Regions from separate parts of the Mus musculus genome. Here all the other regions are linked to region 1. A link is a contact called in public Hi-C and promoter capture Hi-C data. All regions are on one chromosome and are shown on one strand. Each heading gives the region's core, a stretch centred on a gene start, on an enhancer-like site or on the middle of the called end of the contact. The rest is flanking DNA. Distances are from core to core; before and after follow the strand shown. Region 1 holds the start of Stx4a (syntaxin 4A (placental)). Region 2 holds the start of Sh2b1 (SH2B adaptor protein 1). Region 3 holds the start of Spns1 (spinster homolog 1). Region 4 holds the start of Eif3c (eukaryotic translation initiation factor 3, subunit C). Region 5 holds the start of Cln3 (ceroid lipofuscinosis, neuronal 3, juvenile (Batten, Spielmeyer-Vogt disease)). Region 6 holds the start of Xpo6 (exportin 6). Region 7 holds the start of Nfatc2ip (nuclear factor of activated T cells, cytoplasmic, calcineurin dependent 2 interacting protein).

The links. Promoter capture Hi-C pulls out the DNA fragments that hold promoters and counts their contacts. Hi-C and Micro-C count contacts between places; a contact is called where the count stands out from the background. Capture Hi-C pulls out chosen DNA fragments and counts their contacts.
Region 2: a contact with region 1 is called in a promoter capture Hi-C map of liver, with 4 times the contacts expected there. The contact joins the promoter of Sh2b1 here to the promoter of Stx4a in region 1. A contact is called at or near these places in 2 of 39 promoter capture datasets (liver and pre-B cells) and 2 of 9 other capture datasets (liver and pancreatic islet).
Region 3: a contact with region 1 is called in a promoter capture Hi-C map of neutrophils, with 6 times the contacts expected there. The contact joins the promoter of Spns1 here to the promoter of Stx4a in region 1. A contact is called at or near these places in 2 of 39 promoter capture datasets (liver and neutrophils).
Region 4: a Hi-C map of B cells shows a contact between it and region 1, with 8 read pairs. The contact joins the promoter of Eif3c here to the promoter of Stx4a in region 1. A contact is called at or near these places in 2 of 39 promoter capture datasets (liver and pre-B cells) and 1 of 484 Hi-C or Micro-C datasets (B cells).
Region 5: a contact with region 1 is called in a promoter capture Hi-C map of adipose tissue, with 2.4 times the contacts expected there. The contact joins the promoter of Cln3 here to the promoter of Stx4a in region 1. A contact is called at or near these places in 2 of 39 promoter capture datasets (liver and pre-B cells) and 2 of 9 other capture datasets (adipose tissue and liver).
Region 6: a contact with region 1 is called in a promoter capture Hi-C map of erythroid cells, with 16 times the contacts expected there. The contact joins the promoter of Xpo6 here to the promoter of Stx4a in region 1. A contact is called at or near these places in 1 of 39 promoter capture datasets (erythroid cells) and 1 of 9 other capture datasets (liver).
Region 7: a contact with region 1 is called in a Hi-C map of natural killer cells, with 14 times the contacts expected there. The contact joins the promoter of Nfatc2ip here to the promoter of Stx4a in region 1. A contact is called at or near these places in 1 of 484 Hi-C or Micro-C datasets (natural killer cells), 1 of 115 datasets of contacts at active chromatin or transcription factors (astrocytes) and 1 of 9 other capture datasets (liver).

Annotation. Positions count from the first base shown.
Region 1 is chr7:127,839,565-127,843,150 of GRCm38.p6, forward strand. It overlaps Stx4a (syntaxin 4A (placental)), which reads left to right and starts at 2,244. Exons shown (of 11, transcript NM_009294.3): 1 at 2,244-2,504; 2 at 2,700-2,801; 3 at 2,881-2,980; 4 at 3,120-3,194. The coding sequence starts at 2,475.
Region 2 is chr7:126,473,263-126,476,712 of GRCm38.p6, forward strand. It overlaps Sh2b1 (SH2B adaptor protein 1), which reads right to left and starts at 1,868. Exons shown (of 9, transcript NM_001289541.1): 1 at 1,734-1,868.
Region 3 is chr7:126,376,088-126,379,589 of GRCm38.p6, forward strand. It overlaps Spns1 (spinster homolog 1), which reads right to left and starts at 1,847. Exons shown (of 12, transcript NM_023712.3): 1 at 750-1,847; 2 at 587-652. The coding sequence starts at 990.
Region 4 is chr7:126,564,573-126,567,848 of GRCm38.p6, forward strand. Eif3c (eukaryotic translation initiation factor 3, subunit C) reads right to left here and starts at 1,794. Exons shown (of 21, transcript NM_146200.1): 1 at 1,776-1,794; 2 at 1,507-1,647; 3 at 131-196; 4 at 1-33. The coding sequence starts at 1,607. It overlaps Gm25579 (a small nuclear RNA gene), which reads right to left and starts at 2,577; the gene lies at 2,472-2,577.
Region 5 is chr7:126,583,872-126,587,211 of GRCm38.p6, forward strand. It overlaps Cln3 (ceroid lipofuscinosis, neuronal 3, juvenile (Batten, Spielmeyer-Vogt disease)), which reads right to left and starts at 1,946. Exons shown (of 18, transcript NM_001146311.2): 1 at 1,424-1,946; 2 at 303-409. It overlaps Apobr (apolipoprotein B receptor), which reads left to right and starts at 1,137. Exons shown (of 4, transcript NM_138310.1): 1 at 1,137-1,197; 2 at 1,505-3,340. The coding sequence starts at 1,141.
Region 6 is chr7:126,199,011-126,202,245 of GRCm38.p6, forward strand. It overlaps Xpo6 (exportin 6), which reads right to left and starts at 1,491. Exons shown (of 24, transcript NM_001311143.2): 1 at 889-1,491. The coding sequence starts at 891.
Region 7 is chr7:126,394,756-126,398,457 of GRCm38.p6, forward strand. Nfatc2ip (nuclear factor of activated T cells, cytoplasmic, calcineurin dependent 2 interacting protein) reads right to left here and starts at 1,982. Exons shown (of 8, transcript NM_010900.3): 1 at 1,601-1,982; 2 at 1,187-1,259. The coding sequence starts at 1,960.

The sequences.
Region 1 (3,586 bases), core at 994-3,493:
GAGGACTTACATGTGGAGGCTATCAGAATCATGAGACCTTGAAAGTCAGACCCCACAGCAGGCAGTTTTCTCCACATTGTCTTCAGGGGACCAAACCAGGCAGACTGGGCTTCTGAAGAAACGCAGCAACACTGCATTCCCTGAGTGGGGTGGTCAGCGTCAGAGGATCCTCACTCCCTCCTTCCCAGTTCTAGGCGAGCTATACTCTAAAGGGGAAAGGACCAACGCCCCATGCATGGGGTCAGGCTGCATGTGACAATTTCCAGCCTTTTATCTAAAAGATTTAAAGATTTATTTATTTATTATATGCAATTACACTGTAGCTATCTTCAGACACCCCAGAAGAGGGTGTCAGATCTCATTACAGATGATTGTGAGCTACCATGTGGTTGTTGGGATTTGAACTCAGGACCTCAGGAAGAGCAGTTAGTGCTCTTAACCATTGAGCCATCTCTCCAGCCCTAAAGATTTTATTCATTTAATGTATATGAGTACACTGTTGCTATCTTCAGACACACCAGAAGAGGGCATCAGATCCCATGACAGATGGTTGTGAGCCACCATGTGGTTGCTGGGAATTGAACTCAGGACCTCTGGAAGAGCAGTCAGTGCTCTCAACCTCTTAACCGCTGAGCCCTACAATTTGCAGTCTTGATGACCTTCCCAGTCCTTTGCAGTCACCCCTAGTTCAGAGATGGGAGACCAAGGTCCAAAGACAAACATGACTCTCCAAAAGTCCATAGCAACTCAGAAATCTAGGCTTCTCGCCCAGAACCAGAAAGGGACTGACTATTGTTTCTTTTGATGAACTTTCAGGTATTCAAATACCCATTTTTAGCTGTTCTGACACCTGCTGAGGGACTTTGGGGGGTGCGGGGGGGGGGGAAGCTTCTATACAATAGAAGTTCCACAGGGCACAGGACTTTGGTCTGTTGGTCCTTGATATGTCGCTAGCCCATATCAGTATCTATTCCCTAGTATGTATGTGTCCAATAAATCTATCAAGTGAATGTATTTCTGGAGGGTCAAAGCTGGGGAAATGAAGTCGGGCAGTGGTGGTGCACGCCTTTAATCCCAGCACTCCGGAGGCAGAGGCAGGCGGATTTCTGAGTTCGAGGCCAGCCTGGTCTACAGAGTGAGTTCCAGGACAGCTAGGGCTACACAGAGAAACCCTGTCTCGAAAAACAAACAAACAAACAAACAAACAAACAAACAAATCTGGGGAAATGGCACCGTGAGAGAAGCGTAAAGAAGATCAGGAAGCCACGGGCTTTAGTTTCAAATACAGGAAAGGCTACTATTCGGATCAAATCTTCTATGCAGGACTGCTATGTGGCAGCTACCGAATTTGGTGTTGGGGATTCCGTTAAAGAAAAGCAAGTCATGCTGAGACGTCAGCTGTAAGGCAGGGCTGCGGAGGTAACAGTACATTTTTCTCAGTCTGAGCTGCTCTGGAATTGTCGTGCTGCTCAGAAGGTAGCGAGCTCAGCGGGACTGCAATGCTCACTCGGGGCATAGGCCGCCCACCTGTCAGAGGCTGTGCCAGGAGGACGCGGGGGAGCAGCGGGGGGAGCGCCACCTTGGCTGAGGTCACTTCCCACCCCCAGATTCTCTGCCTACAAAACCCTGCAATTCCCTGACGCTGGAGACTCGGGTCTTATTATTTCCTGATTTCCAAGGTCTCATGATACTGACAGCCCCAAATGCAAGTCTTCACTTTGCCCACGCCCGAGGACCCAAAATTAAAACAACAAAAAAGTGAATTCTACAGAGCATCCTTAGTAGGTGGCTGAGAGTAGGCAGTGTACCCTTCCCCACCTCGAAGAAGCTGTTGGGGCACAGCTCAGACGCTGGGGTGTCGGGGACGTCGCGAGACTGAAGCCCGAGACGTCGCTGACAGGCCGGAACACATGACTGGCGGTCGGGCGTGCAGCCCGCGGAGCTGGGCCCGGCCTGTCACGTGATGAGGGGGCGCCATGGGGTGATGTGAGATACGAGGCTCTCAGACTGCGTGCAAATGACGCATTCCCAACCCTTTGGGCAACTAGATCTCGGCTCCAATATGAGATGTTCCGGTAGTGGGGGGGGGGGGAGCAGCGGGGCGGGCTCTGGACTCAGGCAGCCTCGCTTCCGTTCGGCTGCCACTGCTTCCGACCTCCGCCTTTCCCTCTAGCGAGGACGAGCCGAGCCCTCGCGCGCATGCTCGGAGTCATCCCCCGAGGGGCGGGGCGGCAGCTGCGGGAGCAGGATGGGGGGAAGAGAAGGGAATTCCAACCTGTAGAACTTTGGGGGTCCTATGATCGGGTTCTTCCCCACGACTGTGGATGGTGAAAGGGGTGGGGCCTTTGGCGGCTCCGGGGTGTACTGGAGTTCGCTGGGTGAGGGAGGGGGTGTCAAGTGTGAGAGAGGTGCAGGACTTCCAAATTTAGAACCTTGAGGCCCTTTGGGCTCGGGTCCAGGGCACTCCGACCACCATGCGCGACAGGACCCACGAGTTGAGGCAGGTGAGAAACCGGGATGGTGAGGACACCCTGGAGTGAGGAGAAGCGGGGCCGGGCGGGCGCGCTGGAGTGAGGACTCCTGGTTTTGGGTCCCGGGCGGGTGGCTGATGGCCAGGAAGGAAAATCCCGGAAGCCCATGGTTCCTGCGGGGCGAGAACCGCAGCGAGCAACTGTCGCCAATGACTCCGGCCCTGGCAGGGGGATAACATCTCAGACGATGAAGATGAGGTTCGAGTCGCGCTGGTGGTGCACTCAGGTGCTGCCCGGTTGGGCAGCCCGGACGACGAGTTCTTCCAGAAGGTAAGGGTCAGGAGAACCGAGGAGTAGGGCGGACTAGAGTGACACTTAAGTCTTCAGCCCTCTTGGTGATCCTTCCTAGGTGCAGACAATTCGGCAGACTATGGCCAAACTGGAGAGTAAAGTCCGGGAGTTGGAGAAACAGCAGGTCACCATCCTGGCCACGCCTCTTCCCGAGGAGAGTAAGCGAAACCTAGGGCTCACGCACGCCAGCCCGGTGGACTATGGGGGATGTAGTTTTATTCAGGTGATGGCCAGGATGGGTTTGGTTTTGGTTTGTGGGAGAGGCTGTGATTTAGAAGTGTTGGCTTTCTCGTTTAGGCATGAAGCAGGGCCTGCAGAACCTGCGAGAGGAGATCAAACAGCTGGGGAGAGAGGTCCGGGCGCAGCTAAAAGGTGAATGAATTTCAAGGGTCTCAGCCATATCTTTCCCTTTGATTCAGCCCAGTTGCTGGTGTATCTAGTTGTTGTATACAGTCAAGTGATAGATCCAGGTCACACAGCAGACTTGGGTCTAGGATCTCTGTCCCATGGCATCAAAGCCATGGTACTTTGCAGAGCACATTATGGCCTCTCAGATTCCTTTATTATTATTTTAAGTTTAAATTCAAAATTACTTACTGCTCTCATCCTTTCAGGCCAGTGTGTATTCTTTGGGCAAGCAGATGAGAGGTTCCTCCACGCTTGTGGGAACCCACTGGTGTAATTCAAAGAAAAACATATCTCAGAAATTCAGAATTCGCCCCCTTCTCCTCTCCCTTCTCTCTTCTCACCTACTCCTCCACCTC
Region 2 (3,450 bases), core at 618-3,117, 1.4 Mb before region 1:
AAGGATGCTAAGCCCAATCCTGCTGCCTTTGTCACCCCTCTCCCTGTTGTGGGACCCAGGAAAGGGCCTTGGAGCATCTTACCCCACAGGGGACTCTTAAGATCACTGCCATCCCTTCTCTAAGACAAAACCTTCCCTAACTATCACACATTTTAAGTGTGCCATTCCAGAGGGCTCTACAAGGTCATTTTACCTTTCCTTAGACAACTTACTAACCTCTTACAGATGAGGAAACGGAGATTCAAACAGAGATTCAAACAAGTTCCAGAACTCAGAGTCTACCGCATTTCCCACTGCACAGTTCTAGTCTCCAGGGATATGCTGGACCAGCCTCGACCACAGCTCCCACTGCTCTGTTCTCAGGGGACCAAAGGGTGCAGGGATTACACCCTTTAAAGACCTTGCATCATAGGTCCAATGAGTGGAAGTTGGACTGAAGGCTCAGTTGTCTTCGAAGCTGATCCTATAACCCAGCACTTAAGCCCTGTGGGAAGACTTGGATTGGCTGAAGGCCAATCTCTGGGTTGCCCCTACAGTCTAGGGCTGAGTGATAGCAGCGCTAGAGAAAAAGAGATGGTGTGTTGGGTCAGGACAAGTCTTTACTAGCCACAGAAGTAAGGCATCGCACGGAGCCGGGGCTCAGGAATTTTCACTCCCTGGGGAGTGTACCTGTGAGTTTTGGACTCAAGCCCCAGCTCAGTCCACCTGTTAGCTGTGTGAACCTAGCTTTTGTCTCTGTAAAACACAGTTACTAACCGCTACCTGCTACAGTTGTCAGGAGAAATGAAATGACAAGGAACATGTCTATGCTTTCCACAGTAAGCACACAAGACATCACTGCCACTGTAACTATTTTTTATGGGGGAGGACAGTATGATGGGTCCCATTTGCGCTCCAGAAAGGAAGCGCTTCTGCGGGTGCCCCAACTCTTACATCACAGCTAGAAAGTGACAGAGCTCCATATGTAATTTACAACCGGTGGCTCTTTGGTGAGTGGTCCTGCCCTATGATCGACTGAAAGGAGACACCTCTGGACGGCTCAGGAAAGTCTACCCAAACTATCAGTGATGCCAGCCTCTTCATCAAGCCTACAACCAAGCTGCAAGTCAGAGACCCCCCCCCCCTCCCCTTCCTCCTTGGCCTTTCCTACATACTCCGATGGCTCCAACCACAGGGACAACTCCAAACCAGGGAGAAGCAGCCAGGAGATGCGGGAGTCACAGAGCACAGGGGAATCGGGGCCAAGAGGCGCAGGCACGGCAGAGACAGTCCCCAGCCAGAGGCTACCTCGGCTCACACAGGCCCACCCAGCCCTCAGCACTACTGGCCGACCCAGCCCCCTTCAGGCCCGCTGACCCTGCGGTTCCTGGACTGGTGACTCAGTTTCTCTTCTGCCAAGACGGCTCAGTCACAGTTTTCCGGTGCACCTGCCTCTTGGCTTAGTTCTGACATTCCAGAAGGGCGGGTGGTGGAGGGTGCAGGCTGCGCTCCAGGTTCGGACCCTCCGGGCCCCGTGGTTAATCACTCGGACCCGATCCTAGTCGTTGGACACCCTCCACAAGCCCCTGGGCCGGAGCCTCCGAGGGACCAACTATCTGCTGCCCTCTCGGGAGCCGAGCACCCCTCCAGCCCCGAGCCCCCACGCCCACCCCCGCCCAGGCTTCTCAGACGACAGGGTCGAGTCCGGAGAGGAAAGAGGCACTTGAAGAGGGGGGTTCCGGTTCCGGTCCCACCTGCATCTCGGTCCCCGCGCTTAGCTCCGGCGGCGGCAGCGGCGGCGGCGGCGACGGCCGCAGCTCCCGCTCCCTGTGCCCCCCGCCTCCGCGACGGGCTCCCAGCACGCGCTTCTGCGCAGGCGCTGGGACGGGTTCCCCGACGCGGAAGGAAGCGACCATAGAGAAGAGCAGTAAGAAGGAGGGCACCTTCGTATTCACTTCCGCCATCGTTCTCGGCGCCGAGGTTTTCAGGAGCTACGCCAACACAGGTCTCACTAAGCTCCCGTGGCTTCGGCAGTTGTACCTAAAAGGAACCACTGAGGCAGCTGTGGGAAGGCGTTGGGTCCGTCATCCGAAGCAAATTCTAGACAAAGGCGAGAAGTTAACCATAGAGAAGCCACTTGAGCGGAGAGAGTAGCCGCCCACTAAAAGAAATCAGCGAGATGATAAAGCTCTTTGAAGAGCTGGCTGCAGCCTAGAGCGCCTGGCCCTGCATCGAGGGGTACACGGACACCGCCCCCAGGGATCTGGCGAGCGATGTAGCGGTGACCTTGGGAGGCCGAGTGGAGTGGGCGGAGCCTGAACTTAACGACCTTGGTCTTTTAGGGGAAAGGGACAAGGTGGTCCTGGAGGGCTCTACCTTAGACGGGAACTAAAGTTGGGACAGCAATAGTGAGGTCAGTTTTGGACATGCTTGCGGGTCATCAGTAGGTACATAGAGATAGAGCTTGAAGTTCAAGAGAGGCTTCAGGGCAAGTTAGAGGGATGACGAAGTAAGGTACAAAGTGCTGTTGAGACCTTGCGCACAAATACCTTCTAGCAACCCAAGCTCGCATTGATCCAGCGTCACTACAGCTGAAGTAATTGAAAAGGCCAGAGTAGATTGGGATCATTGACAGGGCCCAAAAGATTATGTCTATAGCTTGTCATCTGTGATTGTACTCTACTCGTGCGGTCGGTCGCTTTCACCCACAGAGGGGCTCTAGTCTTCTTGGTGTGGCAAGATGGTTTTCCATAGATTCAAATTTAAATCCTAATAGTTAAGCAACTCAGTGTAAGGAGTATCACTCTTTCTAAGATCATCAATAAAATTTTCAGAATTAGGCTAGTGAGATGCCTTTTCAGTAAAAGTGCTTGTGTTTTCTATGCAAACCTGATTAGCCAGAATTCCCTCCCCATAACCCACTGTGGAAAGAGAAAGGATGTTGGAAAGTTGGCTTCTGACTTAGAACATGGCACACACACCACACATGTGTGATACCCCCCCCCCATCACATACACATAAACAAAGTGGTAATAAAATGTAAATAAGTCACACTGCTGGAAAGAGAGCTAAGTGATTAAAAGACTAGCAGCTCTTGCAGAGGCCCCGCAACCACATGGTGGTTCAGAACTGACTATAACTCCAGCTCCAGGGGATCTGATGCCTTATGACCTCAACAGGGACACGTACATACACGCAGGCAGGCAAAACGCACATATAAGATAAAATAATATTAATTTTGGAAAATTTAAGCCAGGCAGTAAGGAGCAATGCCTTTAATCCCAGCACTTTGGAGGCTGAGGCAGGTGGATATCTGAGTTCTAAGCCAGCCTGGTATATACAGCAAGTTCTAGGATGGCCAGGGATAAACAATGAAAACCATGTCTCAAAATTTAAAAAAAAAAAAATTAAAAATCTCCAAAGCCAACTAGCTGACTAGATCAAGTGCTATCCTGGAACCCAGAGGCAAGT
Region 3 (3,502 bases), core at 597-3,096, 1.5 Mb before region 1:
ATTCTCATTCACCTCTTTGCTTATGTGACCCTGGGCAAATCTTAGCTCTTCTGATAAAAATACAGGTAGCTCTCCCAGTACAAATAGGAAAGGCAATGAATGCTACTCCTCAGCTGACAGAACTATAGGCAAGAATACCTGGCCAACGTCCTTGTAGGGCCCCTACCACTTCTAGGGCGCACTACTAGGACCTAGCACATAATAGGCTCTCAGAAATGGAGACTTTCCCCCCACAGCAGTGCCAAGCACTCCTGCCATTGTATCCTGGTGCCCACTATGTGCCACACACAAGGCATGACCTAGTCCTCACACCAGTCTAAAGAACTAGCCCATTTTATTACTAGCTTCATTCTACAGACCAGAAAAATGAGGCTTAAAGTGGATGAGTGTGTTGCCTACCGACTCATAATAACTAGCTGGCTCCCTCTGTGCGATGTCCCAGCTCAAGTGGACAGCCCAAGAGCAGCCACGGCCATTGCCTCCAAGAGCCCTGGCCACTAAAGCTTCACTAGGCAAACCTGCATGTATGTAGGCCTACTTGAGGCAATTAAGAACGAGGGGTTGTGTGGGCAGTAGCCTCACTCACCAGTCTGGATGAGGCCAGTACTACCATCTCCGATGTTAAAGAACTGCTCGATGTCTGTAAGAACCCCTGGAAAGAAAAAACAAAGAATGAGCGCCAAGAGGCGACCCTATCCTGGGGAACTTCTCCCTTGCCTATATCCCTTCTTCGGAGCATCAGTGCGTACCTGCCACGGTGAAGCGGTCCATGTAGTTCAGGAGGTTAATGTAGCACAGAACCACCACTATGAGGGTCGAATGGCCCCGAGATAAGCCAGTGATGCGCTGTAGCCCCTCACAGTCTGGGACCTCGAGTTCCCCGGACTTTGGATTCCCCATGGGTCCTGGCAACCCCGGATGGCCGGGCGCTGGCCCGTCATCAGGATCATCTGCTTGGCTGAGGAAGGGCGCCGTGTCGGACCCGGCCATGGTCCCTGGGGAATCGCAACCGCCCACGCTTCGGTCCTACCTCCGACGGAAGGAGGTTGGAGAGAGGACTGCGAGAAGACTTGCCCACTATCGCCTAGGAGCGTGGTCCGATGCACAGTGCACCACTGCGAAAAGCCCTGGGCTTCGTCATTCCCTCTGGTTCCGACAGAGGAGAGCACACAGGAGGTGCAGGTGACGCTGGGACAGGAGCAGGAAGACCAGGACCCAGTCCCTCTTCTCACGCTGACGCACTCCAAAGCCCGGGAAGGAGCGCGCCACACTCGCTGTTGCTCAGTCCAAGCTCAGCAACACAACTGCCGCCATGTTGCCCAAGAGCAGGTCATGTGACACCGGAGCCCTACCGGAGAAAGTCACCCGGTGCAAGGATTGAACACGTGACCTGCCACCGCCTACGGAAGCCTCCAGGGTTTCTAGGGCTCCTCCGCTATGGTAACCCGACGCTCGTTCCTACTTCCACCAGTAGCCTCCAGGGGGCCTCGCAAGCTGGTGTAATCAATCGCCTAGATGGAATACCCATTTATCCGATTTCACGAGATAGTGGATTATTTGGAAATATTACATCTCTACAGATGCTAGTGAGTTGTTTCCTCTTTTCTTCTTCAGTGACTGGCTGATGGCTTCATTGCTCAGTAATTGTTGGATGAATAGCGGCGAGCAGCTGCCTCCTTTTGTTTACCAATCATGAGCTTTCACTGTGGACATTTAGATTCCTATAGAGTCGGGCGTAGTAGCGCATACCTTTAGTCCCAGGAGAAGGCAGAAGGACGGAGATCTTTGCAATTTCAAGGACAGCCTGGTTTACATAGCGAGTTCCAGGTCAGCCAGGGCTACATACTGAGTGAGACCCTGCCTCCAAGAAAAGATGCTAGAGTTTAGGAGGAAGAGGATGTTTTGTCTATGGCCTCGAGTTTTTCTCCAACCAAGACTAGTGTCCTCGCGCCCTCTGGTGTCTCTCCTGGAGGACAGGCGGAGGCTCAGAACCAATGAACTGCAATGTACCCTGCACCAAAAAATGGCATATGGCTCTAATCCCAGCACTAAAGAGACAGAGGCAGCCGATCTCTGTGGTCGAGGCTAGCCTGGTTTACTGAGCAAGTTCCCGGGTGACCAGGGCTACACGGAGGAACCTTATCATAAACCAACAACAACAAACTCAATCTGGCTGGTGGCACATGCCTTTAATACCTTTAGTCTTGAAAACAAAACATACAAAAAAAAAATCCCACTAGGTGTGGCAGTGAATTAAACAAACCTTTTATCTCAGCACCCACGGAGCAGAGGCTTTTTTTTTTTTGGCTTGTTTTTTCATTTTTCTTTCTTTTATTTCCAAGGTTTCTCTGTATGTCTGACTGTCCTGGAATTCCCTTTTTTGACCAGTGTGGCCACCAATTCACAGGCATCCACCTGCCTTTGCCTTCAGAAGGCTGGGATTAAAGGTGTTCCATGGCGAACCGTCTCAGGTTGCTAGTTTTCCTTAATATACATACATTCTGAATGCAAAATACTATGATTCTATGAAAATACTGTTTTGTGATCCCACTTCCAGAACTGGGATGTAGTTCAGTTGATAGTAAATACTGCCAAGCATTCCTGAAACCCTGGGCTCAAGTCCCCAGTACCTCATTCACCCAGCCCGTTGCAAAAGGTAGAAGGAGGAGAATTGGAAGTTCAAAGTGGTCCTTGATACATAGCAATAGTTAACTTTAATGTGGCTTTGGGTACATAAGACCCAGTCTCGACAAAACAAAAAACAAAACAAAACAAAACAAAAAATTAAAGATTCCTCTTGGGGCTGGAGATGGCTCAGTGGTTAAGAACACTGACTGTTCTTTCAGAGGTCCTGAGTTCAAATCCCACATAGTGGCTCACAACCATTGGATCCAATGCCCTACTCTAGTGTATCTGAAGAGAGCGACAGTGTATCCATATACAGAAAATAAATCTTTTTTTTTTAATATCCCTCTCAGCACAGCAGAGGAAGAGGCAGATAAAAGTTTGAGGATTTGAAGACTGGACTGTATTGAGTCTTAAGTCAGCCTGGACTAGATAATGATGAGATACAGAGACAGAGAAAGAAAGAGAGAGAGAAAGAGAAAGTTAGAGAGAGAGAGAGATTGAGAGTTCGAAAATAGGTAAGGGCCAGCAAGGTGGCTCAGAGGATAAAATACTTGGTACCAATACTGACAATCTGAGTTCTGTCCCTATCCAAATGGCAGAAGAGGATTGCCTGCCACAAGCTGTCCTCTACCTCACACATGTGCCATGACATGCACACAAAATAAAAACGTAATAAAAGATTAAAAACGTAAAACACTGTGAGATGAAAGAAACGTGACATAATAGGTTGCCTACTGCATTACTCAATTCAAATGAAAACCTAGTGTCTGGACACACGCACCAGGCATCCCACATGCTCAGGAGGCAAGTGGGTCACTTGAACCCAGAAAACTGACTCTATCTGGGCTATCTAATGAGTCTCTATCTCAAAAAA
Region 4 (3,276 bases), core at 544-3,043, 1.3 Mb before region 1:
ATGGTTCGTATGAGGTTGGTCAGCTCCTCAAACCTGGGTAGGAAGTTCAATACCAGATTGGCTGTGTCTGTCTATCATGGAGAAAACAATACCATCACTCCCCCTAACCCCTAACCTACGACAGCCTCACCTCTTGTCCTTGGCGCTTCGGACAACTCTCTTTGTATCCTCCTCATCCTCGCTCAGTAACAAAGGCCTGTATGAAAGGAACAGAGACCATTACCCTTCAGTCTTAGCTAGTGTTATTTCTCTTATCAGATGAGAACCGAGGCATGCATACCATCTTCTTCTCTGATCCTTGTTCTTCATACTCATCTTAAGCAGCTGCAACTCTAAATGAGGTCTCTTGTAAACCCTGACAGTATCTACAAGAATGTCCCCAAGAACAAGTAACAGAAGGCTTATAGACTGTATGAGACAACTGTCTAACAGCACATATGGCTACAAGTACCTAAGAAAGCAGCAGACAAAAGGCCCCCTAACTCTAACAAATGGGAAAAGCTCCAAGGAGCTGGTACCTAGCCAGATTCTAAAAAGAAACATTTCCCAAAATAGGAGAGGCCACTAGTTTTGGTGAATTCTAACACTCTCTTTGATTGTATTTTTTTCAATAATGGGTGAAAGCATTCAGTTAGCAACAGTGTCTCTATTATTTTCTTTCCATGGTATTAACTTTTCCTGACAATTTTTTTTTAATATGGGACAAGTGATAGTTTTTCCACTTTGGACAGTGTTATGCTATCGCAGTCACATGGATATGTCTGGATATTCATCTACAATTCTCTACAAGTCTCTGTGGAGCGCCGGGCGTGGTGGCGCACGCCTTTAATCCCAGCACTCGGGAGGCAGAGGCAGGCGGATTTCTGAGTTCGAGGCCAGCCTGGTCTACAAAGTGAGTGCCAGGACAGCCAGGGCTACACAGAGAAACCCTGTCTTGAAAAACCAAAAAAAAAAAAAAAAAAAAAAAGTCTCTGTGGAGGTAAGTATGTCTTAAAACCCTTCAGGTACACAGCAAAAACAATGTTGTTTTGAGAACTGTTTCAAAGTTCAAAAAGTTTTAATTTACAGAGATCGAGAAAAAGACAGTAAATAAAGATGAACACAGCAGTGTTTAGCATTTGGCACGCAGAGCCAAACGACCGGATTTCAGGGCCAAACTAACCAAGCACTGAGGGTTTCCCTCCATGAGTACAAATCATAACGACTAAGCTTAGTGGGAAGATTTACGATACGGGGAGTTTCCGAAAGCCACAGTCAAGGGGCGGGAAGGGATGCGAGAGATGGAATGTGGGCAGGAGTTACGAGGCTGCAGACTTGGAGGCCTTAAGAGCTGATGCAATACTAAGCAACGGAAAACCTCTCCTCCTCCTCGGTACCGAGGACGCCGAGGGCTCCCCCAGCTCGCTGCGAGAGCTCCTTTCTCAGACGCGCCCAGCCCATGGCTCCGCTCGCCCACCCGAGCCCCCGCAGCCCGCCAAACCCGTCCCCTCCGCGCCCCCAGCTCACTGTTTGCCGTAGTTCCCGGAGACCGGTTTGGTGACGAGCTCCTCCCCGGACAGGGACGACTCCGACTCACTGTCCGAGCCGGTGGTGAAGAATCGCGACATGGCGACGGCGCTGAAGGGCTGAGGCGCTCGCGGCCGGAACCTGAGGAAACCCGCGGCGTCAGGGTTTGGGGGCAACCGCGGCTACCATCTCCCGACCCGGACCCCCGTTCCCGCCTGCACGGCCTCCCCCTTGCCCTCCACGGAGCACGAGGCCCAAGAGACACGAACCAGCTAAGCTGCCGAGTCCCTCTGAGCAGGTGAGACAGGCACGACGCCGGAAGAGGAAAAGGTTGGGGGGGCGTCACTTCCCGGAAGCACCAAAGAATGCGCTAAATAACTACAATTCCCAGTGGCCTTTGCGCTATACACGGCCTGGGACGAATTAGTAGCCGAGGTTCTAAATCTTATCTAAACTAAGACTGACTGGCTGCTCACTAGGACCGCCCGGACTAGGCTGCAAGACTGACAATATAGAATTTAGTAACCGCCCCATGGTGCACGTCTGTAATTCCCTACACTAGAAAGGGTGAAGCAGGAGGATCATGGGTTCAAGGCCAGACTGGGCCAAAAAAAAAGAAAAAAAAAAAAAAAAAAAAAAAAAGCTAAGCTCTGAAGCCTGCGGAGGTGGCTCAACACCTTTAATCCCAGCGCTCAGGAGGCAGAAACAAGTGGATCTCTGAGTTCGAGGCCAGCCTGGTCTCCAGAGCGAGTTCCAGGACAGCCAAGAGAAACTATGTCTCGAAAAAAAAAACAAAAAACAAAAAAAAAAAACAAAAAAACAAAAAGTATTCTGGCCGCCCATCTTAACTTCAGAGTAAGAATCTAAGGGCTGGTGTCAGCTTGATGCCGATGTCCTGCGAGGTTTTGGAGGAGTGTCGTTGTTGTCATTTTGTTTTGTTTTGTTTTGTTTTAGAAAAGGATTTTAAAAATACGGAACGCTTTACAAATTTGTGTGACATCTTTGTGCAGGGGCCATACTAATCTTACCTTATCTTTCCAATTTTAATATATATGCTTCAGAAGAGAGCATGGTTTCTCAGGTTTAAGCAAACTTCATAGATCTTGAGTGTTGGAATCCTGTCTTTACCGTTTTCTTAGGCAAACTTTCTAACTTCTAATCTCTCTCTGCTCTTCTCCCTGTGCTACAAACAAAGGGGAATAATAGCACTTGTTCATTTGATATTAGGAAAATAAAATGAGAACATATGATGTGTGTGGGACAGTACCTTGTGCAGAATGAGCATATACTAGCTAGCCACTGGACCCACGAGGTGTTTCAGATGAAAAAGCACTTGTCACCAAGCGTAAGAACTTGAGTTAGTTCCCTATGGCCACAGAATAGAAAAAACAACTCCTGATAGTTGTCTTCTGACCACCTCCCCTGACTACCACCCTACCACCTCCCACCTCCCCCAATTCCTAGTGGCCTTTGCAACATACAAGGCCTAGATTTTTGTAGTACTGGGTATGGAACCCAGGGTCTAGATCCATACTAGGCAAGCATTTCACCAACTGATGTCTGGGGTGCCCAAAAATAAACAGTGAAGTATAATTCTAGCAAAATGGCACTGTTGGGTGGGTTTTATATAAAGACGGCCTTGAGGTCAGAGGCCTGAGGCTTCACCTTAGCCTGCTAGCCTGCTGGCAGTGTATGCATGTCTGTGTGCCTACCTCAGCGTGGCCCCAGTGCCAGTCTCTTGTGTATGCATGTTGCCTGCCAGAGTTCAGC
Region 5 (3,340 bases), core at 696-3,195, 1.3 Mb before region 1:
CCTTTGCCTTACTATCCTAGAACAACAAATACCACGAAAGTTGTCCAACCCCTGGTTTTACAAGAGAAAACCAAGGTCCCTCCGCCCCACTGTGCAACAGAGGCTAGACTTTTAGCTGACTTCAGAGACTCAGCAGTAAGAAATAGAGCAAAGGTGCTAAGTTCACTGAGAAAGCTGCTATGGGTGTTTTTCCTGGTCTGTGATGTCAGCCGTTTGTCCTAATTGGAAGTTAGGAGAATGAGGCTGAGAGGATAGTTGGAATGTGTCACCTCACAGTTCCAAATAAGGAGTCCTTCCCTTACCTTCCACTCGATGGCAGGGCAGCATCTTGACCATTCTTCATCAAGCCTATTCCTCTGCTATGGATTCCAGCAGCCTCTGCCCACTTCTCCCGGGTCTTTTCAACCACCTGTCATTAAGATTTGCCGTTTGAAATATGCCCTCCTGTGGTGTTCTTCCTAGATCACTCAAACAGTGAGAAAAAGGATCCTCCTACCCAAACGAGTCTCTAGAAATTCTGCAGCCTCTGTCCTTAAGGAACTCACAGTAAGCTGTGAGGACACATGACCACAGTACAAGAATAACCATAGGTGAGGGTGTGGGCATTGAGCACCAATCCAGACCTTTCATCCCCAGAAAAATCTTAATGGCGTTGAAAATGGGAACCCAGAACTTCCAGTGGCCTTATCCTCACTTCTACAGCTTCTCCCCCAAATAAATCAGGAACCACAAACCCTAGCTTCCTCTCACTGAAGGCTGTGGCTTGGAGGAGGCGGAAATGGCTGAGGTGCGAATACAAGACCTGAGTCACTCAGGCTGCACTTGCCGAATGCCCCCTCCCCCATACCCAATTCTGAGGTCTCCTGTTTCCACTTTTTTTTTCCCTTTCCCCTTTCTGGCCCGATCCTCTGCCCTTTAGTTCCAGATGTGCACCCGAGTCTGAGTCACCTGGACACTGTTAAGCCATCCCCCTGCCTGTCATGAAGTCATCCATGAGCAGGGGGGAGGTGCACAGGGCCTGGGGTGGAGATTTGTCAGGGAGAGTCAGGGGAAGAGGAAGTGTCTTGGGTGCTGGGGAGGACTTCGTGGGTGGGGACGGATGGTCATTGTGAGCTTTCTGGACACACAGAGACCTGCAGGATGGATTTTCTCCGGCTTCGTCTCCCTGGGCTACATCAGGCTTTGAGGGGAGCACTGGTGAGAGGGGCAGAGAGATACCCGAAACTTCCACCATTCCTCGTAGTCTCACCTTTCCTCTCCCTTACAGCCTCTCCTGAAGCCTGAGCTCCCTTTCCTACAGTCAGCCAGACTCCTAGCCCAGTCCTTCCTGGGTTTCAATCTCCTGCCTCTACAAGTGTACCCACTTATTCAAGCTAGGCCTTGTCGGGGTCCCTTAGCAGACGTCCAGATCCCTGATTCTTACCTGGGCTTTGTTAACAGTGTACTCCTGGGGAAGTGGTTAGACCTCCCCTGAGTGCCTTCACTCTTCTTTCTTCTCTTCTAGGACTCCTTCAGTGCGTTTGTGTCCTACCTCGTAGGAGACACAGTCCCCACAGTAGAGAGGCAGACACAGGCAGCTGAGGAACTGGGAGAGGTGACTGAGGGGAAGGTTGTAGGAGAGGAAGCCCAGGAGGTACTGGAGGGACTTAGAAGTGGCCAGAGTGAGGGGGTAGAAGCACCCGAAGAGACTAGAAGATGCCAAGAAGGAAGTTTAGCTGGTGAACAGACCTGGGGGTGGAGAGCAGATAGCTCTGCAAGGCCCCAAGCAGAAAGGCAGGACACTGGGTCCTGGAAGGCAGCTGAGGATGCCAGGGGCCAGGAGCCAAGTGTCCCACTGAAGCCTGAGGCAGAGCCTGGGACTCACAGAGACAGGAGCAGTAATACAGCCCAGGAGATCTGGGAGCACGGTGAAGAGGAAGCAAGCAGTGGGGAGCCTCTGAGAACCTGTGAACAGAAGGAAGAAGAGGAGGAGGTGGTCAGAGCAGCAGAGTCAGGGATGGCCGAGGGGGTGGAGTCACAGCCAACCTGGCACAGCGAGCCTGGGGGGAATGCTGGCACTGAGGGGCAGCATGTGACAGAGGACAGCAAAGAGATAGACTGGGTGGCCAAAGACATGGTTGCAGAAATCGAATGGTTTGGTGCCAAAGGGATTGACAAGGAAGAGGAGAGGATGGTCCCAATGAGGGATGGTGAAAGGGCAAGGGCACAGGGGACACAATGCCCCGGGGCCGAGTCTGAGGACCAGGCCATGTTGAGTAGAGAGGCCTGGACAGTCTCAGACAGGGAGGGGGCTGATAGCCTAGGAGTTCAGGGAACAGAATACGGGTCAGACCCAGGAGACAACTTCCCAGGAACTACTGGGAGAGTCTGGGTCCTAGAAGAGGCTGACAAGGGAGACCAGCAGGATGAGGTCGACGAGAAGAGAGAGGCTGAAGTTAGGTTTCCGATCCAGACCCTGGAGGCTGAGAGAACTGGAGAGATGACTGAAGGCCACATAGCTGAAGAGGAGGCTATGGGAGAACAGGAAACAGAGGGCAGCTTTGAGGATGAGGAGAGGCAAGACTTAGCCATCAGGGATAATGGAGTGAGTCTAGAAGAAGAGGTACGGGCAGAAGAATCCTCCAGGGAGAAAAGGAACTCCTGGGCCACAGAGCCTACGCTAGTCCTAGACACGGAGGCTAAAGATGAACCTGACTGGGAAGACTCTCCAGAAGTCAGCACTGAGGAGTTGTTTGTGGGAGAGAGGAGTGAAGCCGCCCAGATGACACCAGAGGTATTGAGAGTAAAGGTCACTGAAGGACAGGACCCTGAGCTGGTGAGACATTCCCAGGCTTTAACTAAACAACTTGAGGAAGGACAGAAGGGTCAGGAAGAGACTAGTGGAGCTCCAGACCTGAGCCCAGAGCGGGTGCTAAGCTTGAAGGAATATCCTGGGCCTGTGGGGTTTGCAGGCCCTGAGCTAGAAGCCTGGGGAAACTGGAGTAGGGGTGTGGACCGCAGAAATAGCCAGGAGGTAAAAGCAGATGCTGAAGCAGGCAAGGAACAGACTGCAACCGAGCAGGCAGTGGAGATCCGGGCTGAAGGAGGCCAGGAGGCCCAACAGCCAGAGGTCTTCGGGTCAGGAGGAGAGGAGGCACTGACCTCCGTAGCACTTAACCCGGAGCTGGAGGGAAGCCAAGGAGCAGAGGCGGGGACAGAAGAGTCAGTGGAGGAATCCAAGCCCACAGAAAACGAGGCTGCTGAGGAGGAGGCTGTAGTGCCTTGGGAGGCAGATGGAACTTGCAGGAAGAGGAGGCTGGAGGAGGTGACTCTGAGCCTGCAAGACAGTGAGGACACAGAG
Region 6 (3,235 bases), core at 241-2,740, 1.6 Mb before region 1:
TCAAACCCAGGCTGGGCACTCACTCATCATGGGCTAGATGCCAAACTGAGGCAGATAAAGAATCAGAGGACTAACTTCACCTTGCCTACTGTGATGGGCAGATAAGGCTCAGAAACATTAAAATGGCAAAAGACAAGCACTCAACCAACTGCTCTGAGTACACAAACCCCAAGGACTATGGAAAAGCTAAAAAGCCTGCAAGAAGAGGAGGTATTTTCCTTTCAGAGAGGTTTTTTTTAGTGGGACCTGAAAGTATGCATAGTTTTCCAAGGAAAAGGCCAGAGCAGAAAACAAAAAGAACAGCAACCAAGATGTCCAAAGACCCCACTGCTGACTCTGCCATCGTCTGTATCCGTAACCAGTAACCTCTACAAATACTACTTTAGATTTCTGCAAACGCAAACCTACCGCTGGACAGATGGTCTCCAAAAATCCAGCCAGTTCTATAACAGATTGCTTATGTTCAAATAGTGCTACTAACCCAAAAGAGTCAACTGACCTTGGGCAGAGTAATTAACTGCTTCTTGCCTCAAGTATCCCCCATTTCCAATCAGGGGGTTGATATACTAACAAAATACATACCACTGACTTAGCAAAGGAAATGACACACAGTATGCCATCAATAAATAAATGATACTGATAATCACGACTTGCTGCACAAGGGCACAGCCAACAGTGAGGCAGGGGGTTGTATCCGTGGCGCTACTCAAGACATCCAGTGGGGGTGGGGGTGGGGGCAATGGGAGCGTACAGCCGGTTGCACACCCTGCACGCATGTGTCACCGGCCAGGCTCGCACGCGCCTCTCCCCGCCTCAGGGAAGAAGAGATGGCTCAGCTGCTCTGAGGCCCACTGCCACCCCTCCAACCCGGTCCCTGGACCCACTCACCATGCTGGCCGGGAAGGGGATGGCTCAGGTGAGCTAGCTCTTGGGATCCGTCGTGTCCCGCTCGCACAGTTCAGGTCATGGTCCCGGCAGGCTCGGGGAGTCCCCCGCCCATGCAAAGACAACCGGTTCCCTACCCGGGCCCCGCCGGCACCTTTAAAAGGAGCACACGGGCCCCTTCGGGGACCCCCCGAAGCGATTCATCCAGACCTCGGCCCACCCCGGGGAAACGCAAAAGCAGAAAATGGGGTTCAGAGGCGGCTACACGAGGCCCCCCGCCTGGGCCCGACCCCCGAGAGGGAGGCTGCGGGCCCAGGCAGGGACTCCCCGGCCTCCGCGGCCCGAGGCGGCGACGGGCCTCAGCCGAGACTGAAGGGGCAGAGGCTGCCTGGGCCTGGGCGGCGCGGCCGGCTCAGGAGAGAGGCCCGCGGGCCCTTGCTGTCCTCGCCACCTCTGTCCTCGCGGCGGGCTCCCTCCGCATCCCTGCGCGCCACCAGTAGCCGCGGCTCGCCCCTCGCGGCCACCCTCTGCCAACAGCCCAACGCGCCGGAAGTGGCGAGCACCAGGCGGCCCCTCAGCCCGCGGCCTGCTGCGGCGCTGGAACCGGACCAATCCGGAATCAAGTGAGGGCAGAGGAGGGCGGGGCCGCACCTGACTGTTCACTGGCCCCGCCCACCACGTCCCCGCCCAAGAGGCCAGGGACCGCCGCGTTGGTAAAGGGACACGCGGCCATTTTGGTAAAGGAAAGGTTTCCCTTTCGTTTCTTTTCACTCATTCATTCCGCAAATCTTTTCTGAGCATCTTTCCGGACCCTGACACCGGACTAGAAGTTCGGCGATGCTGGTCTGTGCTCTCCTGGGATCTTATTCATTCAGTCCACAGTTCTGGGTCCTAGGACCAGAAAGTGTCACAGGATGAAATTGAAACACTTAGTGTCACGATCTAAATTGGCTTCATCCCTAATTCCAGACTCCAACACCAGGTGACTCAACACCCTCTTCTGGACTCTGGAGACACCTGCACCCATACTCACATAGCATACACATATATAGGTACACAAACATGCATGTAAATAAAATAAGTTTTTATGGGATATGGCTCAGCCTTTAAAGGTACTTGCCACTATGTCTGACAACCCAATCTAAGTTCAATCCTCAGAACCTGTACTGGTTTAAATAAGAATGCCTATCCCATATCTAAAGCTTAGTCATCAGAAGTGGCACTATTTGAAACCGATTAGAATGATTAGGTGTGGTCTTGTTGGAAAAATGTGTGTCACTCGGGGTGGGCCTTAAGAGTTCAAAAGTCACCGGGCAGTAGTGGAGCTTGCCTTTAGTCCTATCATTTGGGAGGCAGAGGCAGGCAGATTTCTGAATTCGAGGCCAGCCTGGTCTACAGAGTGAGTTCTAGGACAGCCAGGGCTACACAGAGAAACCCTGTCTCAGAAAAAAAAAAAAAAGAGTTCAAAAGCCAATGGCAGGGATGGTGAGATGGCTCAGTGGTTAAGAGCACCGACTGCTCTTCCAAAGGTCCTGAGTTCAAATCCCAGCAACCACATGGTGGCTCACAACCATCTGTAACAAAATCTGATGCCCTCTTCTGGAGTGTCTGAAGACAGCTACAGTGTACTTACATAGAATAAATAAATAAATAAATAAATAAATAAATAAATAAACATTTAAAAAAAAAGCCAATGGCAAACCCAGTCTCCTTTTGTGAATCAGATGTATCTTTTAGCTACTGTTCCAGTACCATGCATGTCGACCTGTTCCCTGCCATGATGATAGACGGACCATCTGAAACTGGAAGCAAGCCCCCAATTAAATGCTTTCTTTTACAAGAGTTGTCATGGTCATGGTATATATTCACAGCAATAAAACAGTGACTAAAACAAAACCCAATTGAAGAAGGAGAAAATAAATTACCACAAATTGTTGTCTTTTGACCACACTAGTATCATGCTTGCACAGGGACACACACACACATTAGGTCTCAGGCAGTCCACATATCCAGAATGAGCTCAAGATGGACTATAGAAGGAATTCTGGTGTTAGATAAAAGCCAGAATTCCTAGGAAACTTGTGAAACAAGTTCCTATTCCCCCAAAAGGAGTCCTTTCCCTTACTTCTGGCAGAAGGGACACCTGGCTCTCCACTGACTTATAGCTATGGCACTTATCAGCATATCCACGTGGCCTCCAGGCTGCTGAGGTCCCTATTCACAAGTACTTGTTACTCACTTCAAAGATTCCACACTAGCATCCTGACCCTTCTCACCTTCTCCCTCTACCCTAAAACTTCATGGCTGCTTCCCACCCCCACCTACGCATCCACCTTATAACTTAATGATT
Region 7 (3,702 bases), core at 732-3,231, 1.4 Mb before region 1:
TGTTGGCAGCAGAAGACAACTTTCTCTCCTTTTATCCCGTTTCTGAGTCAGTGTCTCCCCTGTTATTTTTGCCACTGGGTGTGTGAGCTTCCAGCAGTGTTCTCCTGTACCCAGTATGAGTGGCATCATTACAGGTGTATGCCACCCCATCTTCTTCTTATATGGTAGTTAGGTATCAGGTTTGTGTGGCAAGTGCTTTTACCCACTGAACCATCGCCCCAACTCCAAGTCTACACTTTTAAAACCCTTCCTAAGATACCCTGCACATGGATATCTTTTCTATCATGTCACACTTCTACATTCCAGGTGCTATCCTAACCACGGATGTGGCAAATAAAATATACACAAAATCCTTTTAGTTCTCACCAAAAATCTTTAAGATAGGTCCACTATTATCCCCATTCTCCTCATGAGGAAAACTTGCTCAAAGTCACACAGTTATGAAGGATTCAAATACAGGCCACAAGACTCCTGAGCCTGTTCTCAATCAGCCTACCACACGCCCTCACCTAACAGAAAGGAGTCTTAGTTCCAGGTCTTTGCAGACTGTTATCACTCCCCTATTAGCCTTGACTCGTAGTCACTGGCCTTATTAAAGGGTTTGCAAAAACTTATCAGTAGAGAATAAAGAATGGGCAGTTCTGATAAAGTCAAAGAAACACTCTTCTGGCTCCAAAGTGTTCCCAAGGAATGGAACACTGTAGGAGTGTAACAAGATGTCACAGAGTCTCAGAACTCCCTTCACCCCTATTATGATAACACAGATCAAAATGTCAAGGGTAGGTACCTCAAACTTCACTCTAACATATCCATATGCCCGTTAGGACCCGAAGAGGGGAAGGGGTGGACATGGCTATTAAGTAGGTTCCTGTGACTTCTGATTAATGAACCAGCATCTTTATGGACCATAACTTTCCCCTATCTCAGACTCAGGAGTCCATTTTCCCAATACCACTTAGAATCAAAATTGTGTGTCAACTGGATAACACTTGAGCATCATTCTCCAGACCCTAGATACCACTGAAGCACAGAGAAAAGGGGTGGGGGTGGGGGCAGGGGGACGGAGGGTGCTGGAGCGAGGGGGGGGCGCGGGGGGGGGGGGGAGATATCACTGACTACAGGGATGTAAACTCTAGGAAGTCTCAGAGAAGCCAGTGCAGGGTACTCCCGACAAACCCACTCTTACCATCTTCAGGCTCTGAAGGGCACAGTTTCAAGAGGGATGAATTATCTGGAATGAGGTTGAGGCTGCTCTGTACCTACGAAGACAAAAGGGGGAAGAGGAGGTGGGTCTCACATCCTGCCAACCCTACTTAAGACAAGAATGGCTCTTCCCTCGATTCCAGCACTTGTCTTCTCTAAGGACTCCAATCCCTGAAGCGCATCTAGAAGGCCAGCTTCCCTCGATCGTCCCTCGATCTCTCTCAGCCTCCCTCTACCCGAAGATACAATCCCAGATAACTCCATACATCTAACATTACCGACCCCCTCGTATCTCCAATCTAAAAGTATTCATCACACACACACACTGCCCCAAGCCAAACCCGCCACGCCAGTCTTAGCACTCCCCCAACAACCCTCCTTGGGGACCTTGCTGCACCTTCCCGGAGTACACTGGGACCACCGGCGCCTCTCCGGGATCCAGCAGCCGCCGCCGCCGCCGTCGCACCAATGTACGCGGGGCTCCCGCAGGCCCCTCGGCCGCCCCTTCACTGTCACTGTCGCTGTCCTGCTCAGGTTTAGCCGGCGCGGGGAGGCGGGCGACCGGCACCTCTACTGGGTCTGCGACTTCCAAGACCTCTTCGTCGCTGTCACTGACCAAGTCCACAAGCACGGTGTCTGGAATGAGCCTAGCCGGAGACTGCCGGGCGCGAGGACACCGGCCACGGGCGCCTCGGGCTCTCCGAGCGCCTCGGCCACCGCGGGACCTCGGACCACGTCCCCTCAGTGGTTCCGCCATCTCCCACACTGCTTCCACAAACACCGGCCTCTACACAGTCACCGGCCCACCGTATTAGCGTCTGTCCCTTTCATTGGACGAACAGCCTGCCGGTCATCATCTCTTCCCGCCCACACGCTCTGGATCCGCCTATCCACGTTCTCATTGGTCTACTTACCTGTCTATCACCTACCCTCCACTAAAACAAAGGCGCCAAAGATTCCAATCTCTTTGGTACAATCAAAAAAGGTTTCGATTCTGTACAGTTCATCCATTGGCTAAATTTCCTCCTGACCCAGCCTTCCCCAGGGCCCGCCCATTAGAGAAATCCATTTTCCTGGTTGGTGAAAGACTGGCGCATCCTGGGAATTGTAGTCCTCATTCTCGGAAGCCACAGAAAAAGCCTTGTGGAACTAAGGTTAGAAGCTGAAGATCTTGGGCTGTGGATTCCTTTTGTGTCCTCAACCTCTGTGTGGCAGGAGTTCCATTCCACACTAAACACCTTCATGCATGTCACCTCTGAAATACTCTACAAACACAATATCAAAACAATATATGTCATAGCACAGCACAACTCAGAAACACTTTTTAAGACAATTACAAATTAAAATAAGAGACTTACTTCCCTGTTGCAAAGAAAAGAGGCTTCCTTCTGGCTCCTCTTTCCTGATCATTGAAATATGAATGCTTCTCGGTTTACAGCGGGGTTACTCTTGATAAAGGCCTTGCTGCCGCTTATCTGCACAATGTACTACAGAGCACCAGGGTTCATGCTCGTGATTGTAGACTGACTGGGAGCTAGCTGCGCTTTCCAGCAACATGCTATGCACACTTAGCTCGTTTGGGAAACAATACAACTTCAAAACTCAGAAAGGTCTGAATTCTGAGAGGTCTTTGATGGTTTAATGTTTGTCTGCTGGTCAATACCCTGCTGGCATTCACTCATGCATGTGGAAATTAACTGAAAAAAATGTAAGTACTGTCAGTACCATGGTTGTGCATATGCTAATCCTTCTAATGTCTTAATAAACCCCTTGCCTTTTCACAACTCAGCAATTCAAGGTAGAGTCTTCTCTTTGAAATGCAGACATCACTGGGCAGTGGTGGCACAAGACTTTAATCAAGCACTTGGGAGGCAGAGGCAGGCAAATCTCTGTGAGTTCAAGGCCAGTTTGGTCTACAGAGTGAGTTCCAGGACAGCCAGCACTGCACAGAAAAAGCCGGTCTCAACCGACCCCCCCCCCTAAAAAAATCAAACTGGGGAAACCAGATCCAAGAACTTATCAGGTAGGCCAGACCAAGAGTATGACTTCCTCATAAGGAGCCCATAAAGTGATGGATGCCTGCCACTGAGATGGTATGCCTCCACAATATCCTGTCGCCTGATACCCGATGACTAAATCATAGACTGATAAGCAGAGGGTTCTCTGACTTTCTCTGGAGCTTAGCTTGCCTCAGTTTCCCACTGTTGCCTGGCCTGCTCAGCTGCCTACCCCTACCCCTGCTCTCCTGACCCAACCTGGACTTAAAGCCACCATTTCCTGCTTTTGAATCCTGGTTCCAGCAGCTCCCTCCTGTCACTGGCCTGATTAGTTATCAATGCAGACTCCATCAGTTCACTTCTGAGACCTTTTGAACTCTAATGTAGCCCTTTCTGTTTATTCTGTAAATCTTATATATGCAGGGAGATATAATTTGCTGTCTGTTGTGTCATGTGAGAGTTAATATTAGTAATTATGATTGGGATAAAAGAACATGCATTC